Regions from separate parts of the Mus musculus genome. Here region 2 is linked to region 1. A link is a contact called in public Hi-C data. All regions are on one chromosome and are shown on one strand. Each heading gives the region's core, a stretch centred on a gene start, on an enhancer-like site or on the middle of the called end of the contact. The rest is flanking DNA. Distances are from core to core; before and after follow the strand shown.

Evidence for each region. A called contact is a pair of places that touch in the nucleus more often than the background predicts.
Region 2: a contact with region 1 is called in a Hi-C map of the N1E-115 cell line, with 7 times the contacts expected there. The contact joins two enhancer-like sites. A contact is called at or near these places in 1 of 39 promoter capture datasets (hippocampal neurons), 12 of 484 Hi-C or Micro-C datasets (the N1E-115 cell line, adipose-derived mesenchymal stem cells, cerebellar granule neurons and 7 more), 4 of 115 datasets of contacts at active chromatin or transcription factors (embryonic basal ganglia, embryonic forebrain, embryonic stem cells and 1 more) and 3 of 9 other capture datasets (embryonic stem cells, embryonic tail and embryonic trunk).

Annotation. Positions count from the first base shown.
Region 1 is chr8:108,800,606-108,804,136 of GRCm38.p6, forward strand. It overlaps Zfhx3 (zinc finger homeobox 3), which reads left to right. Exons shown (of 10, transcript NM_007496.2): 3 at 1-86. Among named protein-coding and RNA genes, the nearest start is that of Zfhx3, 88 kb to the left of the region's middle. Within about 2 kb of position 1,991, at least 9 of the 459 cell types and tissues checked have an H3K27ac peak or open chromatin away from gene starts, as enhancers often do. A contact at or near this core is called in the N1E-115 cell line, where this site is marked.
Region 2 is chr8:109,415,877-109,419,407 of GRCm38.p6, forward strand. It overlaps a transcript of Pmfbp1 not described here. Among named protein-coding and RNA genes, the nearest start is that of Gm35145, 44 kb to the right of the region's middle. Within about 2 kb of position 1,550, at least 67 of the 459 cell types and tissues checked have an H3K27ac peak or open chromatin away from gene starts, as enhancers often do. A contact at or near this core is called in the N1E-115 cell line, where this site is marked.

The DNA of each region.
Region 1 (3,531 bases), core at 741-3,240:
CTTGTGACTACTACACCAATAGCCTGGAGAAGCTGCGGCTGCACACAGTCAACTCCAGGCACGAGGCCAGCCTGAAGCTGTACAAGGTGAGGTCGACCTCATGAGACCCAGGGACGGTCTCTCCACAGGGCAAACTAACTCTAAAGGTTTTGCATCCAGTGCCCAGTGAAGCCTGAGATTGTGTCGATGGCTTCCTCTGGTGGCTGAAGGTTTGGGGTGTCTCATTTCAGGGGGCAGGTTAATTTCCAGCAGCCCACTACTGTGTGGCTCCCTTCTTTGGTGCTGGTCTCTGCAGTAGTCTGTTGAATCTCCCTCAGCTGTTGCGGACCAGCCTCCCTTTCTATCCTTTGGTCTATCTTTTATTTCTTCACTCCTCTGTGCTCCCAGAGTGCGCCATTCATGCGTGCATTTTGTTTATCCATCTCGCTGTATGCTAAACACCTTATGTATACTGACCACTTATTGTTCTGGAAGTATATCAGTGCACATAAGATAGCCCAATACAAACCCGTGCTCACACACACACATACACATATATACATATATATGTATATACACACACACATACATATGTGTATATGCACATACATATAAATACATGTATACATGTTTATACAGATATGCACACATGTATGTACTCACATCCAGATGCCTGCCCTCACAGCGTTTTCATTCTTTAGGGGAGAAGATAAGTTGCAGATCCCATGGCTAAATTTTGTGGTGGAAGGCAGTAAATGCTATGGAGAGAAAGAGCTCCTTGGTTCTTTCTTCAAGTTTCTGCATTTTGCATCCATGTTCTCTGCTTCCTCTCCTTTTAGCCTCTTTCATTCCTTCCTTCCCTTCCCTCCCTTCCCCTCCCCTTCCCTCCCTCCCCTCCCCTTTTCTCTCCCAACCCCTCAGTCTCTGGCTGAGCAGTGTAGACCGTCAAGGAGGAGGGGCTGCAGATACTGTAAATAGTCCTTTTACTTGCACGGCAGGATTGCTCCAGACGTTCCTATTGATTTTCGCTGGACTTAAAGCCTCACCTTTCCCTCTAATCATCCCATAATGGCTTTAGTATGAACAATCAGGTACAAATCGCCATAAATCTCCCCAGCCCCGGTCCACACACCCTCCACTCCCTCACCTCTCTCCATCCTCTCCAGTTTCCTCCTCAGCCCCTTCTCTTTCCTCTGACGGATTCTCATTCCTGGGCTAGCAAGTGGTCAGTCAGTTCCTGCCGACTGTGGACTCTGAGCTGGCACAGTCTCCCGTGTCCCTCTTGCGATTGTCAGCGGAGACCCCACACGAGGGAGACTCCTTGGCTCTCCCTGGTCTCCGCTGGGTTGATGTTTACGATTGGTCTTGCCTTAGCGCATCCTCAGGGAGCACTGTGTATAAGGAACAGTTTTAGAGAAAGGCAGTAGGGATATTGTGTTCTAGAAGTGACAGCTGACACCAGGTCCAGTGGACCAGGATTGGTTGGTATACTGAGTCTAAGCCAGATCCTCTATTCTGTGCATACGAATTCCTCACCGGACTGGCTTGATTTCGTGCCACAGTAGAAAGAATGCTCTTGGCAGTCAGGTTCAGTTGCAGGTATGACCTGAGTGGTGCTGACATGGCCAAGACAACCAGGTGGGAAAAGCCAGAGGGAGCCAGCATTTCTGAAGGACCTGGCAGTTAAGTTTGCACAAGGGAATCCTCCTGGCCACTGAAGGTCATATGTCACCTTATGAAGGGTCGCATAGACATGGACTGAAGCTGGGCTCTTCTCTCTTAAGAAATGGATCTCCCCTTAGATTGTAAAATGCACACGCTGACCACTAAGCCCTCATGCCACATCTTCCATGTGGTCCAGGGCTCCACTAAAGCCAAGCTCTTGGATTTGCTTCTGAAGGGTCAGGAAACACAGGGTTTACTGAGAACTCCTCACCCCCACTCCCCCAGCCCCACCCCATATCATGTCCATGGATCACACCCGAAAAGTCAACAGTGAGGCATTTTCTGAGGAACAGGTGTGAAGGAAACATTTTCTGCCCTATCTGCGCTGGTCACTCATGTAACTGGGCCATACTTACCTTATTTATTCTGTCGGCTTTTTGTTTGTTTGTTAGCTCAGGACAGAGCGATCGTGCTCCTGTTCAAAGCCACAAGTAGAAGAGCCCAAGATACTGAGGCAGAGGCTGGCCAGTTGGGACCAGCAGCTCTTTGGCTGGTGGCTCTCTGGAGTGATCAGCCTTGGTGTTTCAGAAGAGCTGCCCCAGGGTCAGGAAGCAAAGGTCTTTAGAGTCTGGTCTTATTAGTCCTTGGAGAATGAATGCCCTTCTGCTCGCCGAGGCTCTTTTGAGAGGCAGGGAGCTCTGCCACCCACCTTTGGATGACACAGATTATGAGTCCAGACCTTACTCCGGAGCCCTTGCCTTCCCTCCATGAGACTAAGATAAAGAGGGAGGGTTCCCTTCTCCTTGGTTTTCTTCAGAGCCTGGATTCGGGTGGGGTTTGGAGGTGGTTGGCGGGGGCCCTGGTGTGTCCCGTAGTAATGGAGATTGACTGCGTGCTACTTTTCCTCCTGCTAATGTAATCCATTAGCCCGGCACATGCATAATCAGTTTAGAGCACAGTTAACTGGATGTAATCAAGTTCTTTACTGTCTGCTAGAGAAACCGCTCCAGAAGCAGCTGACCTAGGGAGAGCACTCAGTCTGCCCAGCTCACCCCATCCTGCCCTGACCCACCCCTCCCCCTTCTTCTGCCCCACTTCCTGGCAAATTGTTCATGCTCAGCCTGGGCAAACTAAAAGTTTTTTTTTTGTTGTTTTTTTTGTTTTTTTAACTTTGTGTTTTGCTTTGTTGAGACAGTATCTTTTTTTTTTGAGACAGTGTAGCTTTTTGGGTCTCAGACCGGTCAGAACAGTCTTCAACTCACCGAGTAGTTGAAGAGGATCTTAAACTTCTAGTCTTCCTTTCCTGCCTCCACCTCCCATGTTGCACACGGTACAAGTGCACACCTTCACACAAAGTTTCATGAGGGACTGAACATTGGTCGTCATGCTAGGCTCCATTGGACATCAGGGTTGGCTCCACCAACTAGGCCGCATTCCTAGCAGCTGGAGTTAGCCGTCCTTTGCCGTAGTAGCTGGACTGCCTGCAGTTTGACCTCACAGTGGATCTCCAGTGTTCGTTCTTCCAACCAAGCCTTGCCATCTTCCCATCTTCCCTGTATGTTGGAGGTGACAGATCACGGGATCAGGAGTGTCACAGGCAGGCTTTGTCCTGTGGTCACTTCCCTGGGTGTCATGGGGGTTGATGTAGGTGCGGCAACCCTAATCTGAAAAAATCCCCAATCAGAAAGTTGAGCCAAAACATGTGGGTACTGCCAAAATGGCACCGAGTTCCCTCGGGCAGCGTAACTAAATCTGATGAATTTGTGTTTAGATCTCAGACCCAATCTAAACATAGGTCATAAGGTAAATAAAGATATTCCAGAATCAGGGGTAAAAAAATCCCCCAAGTACAAGCCATCTGGGTCCCAAGATTTCTGTGCTGCTGTG
Region 2 (3,531 bases), core at 300-2,799, 610 kb after region 1:
TCATGGAGGTGCTCTGTACCTGAAGGCAGAAATAAGAATGGGGAGGGGGGAGGATACAAGAAGTAGCAAGCCCCCGTGTACCAACCACACCTAGAAAATCACAACGAGTTGTTTTCACGAATCCATTTGCGAGACGGCAGTGAACAGGAAGCCATTCTTATCACTAGATCCCTGTGTGGTGTGACAGCAGCTGGTTCCCCTGCCCTGCCAGCAAATAAGACCTCCAAATCCTCCCAGAGCGCGGCAGGTAGCATCCGTGTGCGGCAGAGCATTTAAATTCACTCGGCACTCCTCTGTAAAAGGCCACCATTGACCGGTACATGGCACTGCCAACCAACATCACCTAAACAGATGGAATAACTGCCAATGGAATTTGTGTTTTAATCACATTAATGTATTTGGCAGGGAGATCCACCTAAGTACACATTTCAAAGTCTGCCTTTGATCTGAGCCCCTTTGGGGCATTTTCCATGACTGATAAACTCCTCCTCTGAGTTCATAGACAAATGATGGAAATTGTGGGTTTTTTTTGGTTTTTTTTTTTTTTTTTTTTAAGAAAGGGAGAAGGAAGCCAGACACCCACGTCCCATCTGGCCTCTCCGTCTCTTGGGGGATGAGAAGCTCCGAGATTCAGGACATCTCACTCTCCTCTCACCTGCCTGGGCAGCTCCCTAAGAAGGGCTCCCTGAAAAGGACACTACTGCCCACCCAGTCCCTTCTCCCCCTTGAACACAGAGACACACATACATGCTTGATACAGAATCCACGGTCTCTGCGAGGCTCCTTCTGCTATTTTACAGACGCCTGTTTGGATGCTTGTGGAAAGCCTGCTGCCAACAGCTTCCCTCAGCATCTGCCCCTCTAGCCCATCACACATGTCTTGCTTAGCTTTCTAATATACCGTGATGGAAATCAGAAGCTGCGCTTTGAATGAAAACGCTCTAATTGTGCGATCATTCCTTCTAACTGTTCCACCGTGAGTCAGGCTCAGTACAGACACACAGACAAAACCAAGCCCTGTTGAACTTGGCAGTTTCCGCTCTTCCGGAGACGCAAAGGGCAGAAGGTCATAAGCAAAGTGTGATGGCTACTGAGGGGAAAAGCTGCTACATACAGATTCCCCGCTCAGACGCAGCTCCACCTTGCCTGCTCTTGAAATGGATCATCAGCTACGTCCCTTCCCCACTTAGGATAAAGAGATCTGAGGAGGTTTTTAATTCTCAGATGAATTTTCTTGTTTGTTTGTTTGGTGGATTTTCCCCCCTTCTTTCTCCTCCACAGAACACAACTAGCAAATGATTGGATCTTTGACAGAACAAAGGTATTTTTGATGGCTCTGTAATCTAGTGCGCTAATGTTCCCAGTCCCCTCATTGTCTTGCTGTCTGATCCTATCCCTTCTGCCAGACAGTCACTGCGGGATGAGTCACTTTTAATGTCTGATAATCAAGGTGAATTTTCAAAAAGCTGCCATTTTGGAATTATGCACTATATCCCAGTGTCAGGGACTAGAAAAGAAAGTGAAGGGATAAGGAAGGCTAAGATAGACACCTACTGTATGTTTGGAGAACTGCAGGACCCAGCCAACGTGGTACCAGATAAGATGTGTCTGGAGGGTCCAAGTCGATCAAGGCATACATGATGAGACAGAGACTATGTTAATTATAAATTAAAAATAACTTCTATGATAATGAAGATTATATGCACAGGAGAAAACGTCTTAGTTAAAACAGACTAGAAGGATAGAATTAAAACGCAGCCATTTGGGGCCATGGATTCTGTACCTACTGAATATATTGTGGTCTATTAAATAACCTAATACAAACTTAACATTTGAAAAAGAATAGAAGGGAATTGTAGTAGTCTCCGTGGAAGCTGTATTGTCTGCTGTCCTTACTTAAAGCGCTATCTGCTAAGAACATTACCTAGCTGATGAACACAGCCTCTCTCCAACCACGGAGATGAGATATTTCTAGAATCATTTAAAGAAATACCCACCCTACTCCCCAACAACAACAACAACAAACAAACAAACAAACAAAAAACCCACCAAGCCCAGTGAACTAGCCAGAGGGATGCTAAAAACCCAAGGCAAACAAAGGGTATCAGACACTCTTTCCGGGTTTTGGCTCTTCAAGTATAGGGTGGTCATTGTCTCCTCTGAGGTAATTAACTAGAGCCACGGCTCCAAATTGTAGACCTTGTTTTTCATTGTGGGCGTTGTGCTAAGTGGTGGGGTGGCTGAAGGAAGGCGATCTGAGCATAGCCCGCGAGTTCCGTTTATTATCTGGAGACGTGAGCACTATAAATAGAGCCAGGCTGTTTTGACTAGGGAAATGCTGTCCTCCTCACAGCCAGGGGATGCTGGGGAGCAGACGCTGAAGCTTCAAAGCTTTGTCCTGCTTTAGAAAAGCGTGAGGTTTTTCATGGCTGTTTCAGTGGCTGGTCGGAGAGTCTGCAGGCGCTTTATCTGTCCTGGGGGAAGGAAGAAATGGCATTTCAGAGGATGCTATTTTATACCTGTGATGGATGCTTACATGTGTTCTCCAACAGAGGCATCTAAATACCCTGGCATCCTCTGTGTACAAGTTGTATTTACAGATTATTACACTTATATTATCTACAGTGGTTACCACTAATCCTCTGTGTGTGTGTGTGTGTGTGTGTGTGTGTGTGTGTGTGTGTGTGTGTGTGTTGGGGGGGTAACAGAGAGACACACATATAAGCGCACACACATATGAGCACACATATGCTATAATCCCATAAAATGGCTATAAAATAGGCACATGAAGAAAATTTGTCGTTGCTGCATGGCTGTTATAGTGCACATAAAAGAAGATTTAAAAGCCAGAGAGTATTTGAGCTGTAAGCAAGTCCTTAGAGGTCATTTGGTACAGTCCTAATTGTAGTAAGATGGCAGAAAAGTGACTTGTCCTGTGACACTCAGTCAGAGGTCAGCAGGTGCCAGGCTAATGCCGAGGTCCTTTCTCTCAGCTCGGCACACATTTCTGTTGCCACGCACCCTCGGCAGCGTGGCTAGTCATGATTCCAGCAAAGACACCCGGAGGAAGAAAGAAAAACCCCCAGAGAGTCGCACATTTATAATCTTGAAATACAGGAATGAAATGAAACATAGTATGAATTAAAATTTTTTAAAAAAGCAAGATGGGAAAGAACATACATGTATCTGACAGACAGAACCTTCTCTACCTCAGCCAGCATTTGATACGAAGGCAGAATTGTCCTTATCTTACTAACAGAGACATTTGGAGCTGGCAAAGAAAGTGGGTGCTTCTGGCACAAATGATAGAGCTTTCTTCTTCTCCATATGTGCTTTCAGCGAGAATGTCAGACTCTCTAGGCCCCAGACTACCAGACACAGCAGACACCAGGAAGAAAACAGGACTTCCTTTTACTTCTAGACTAAATCCTTAGCAGGTGTAGATAGCCTTGCTCTCTGTTCAAAGTCTGCCTGCTGTAATCTGGTAGGTGTTTTTTGCCTCTGTAATTTGCATTTCTCTTTTGCTGTGTT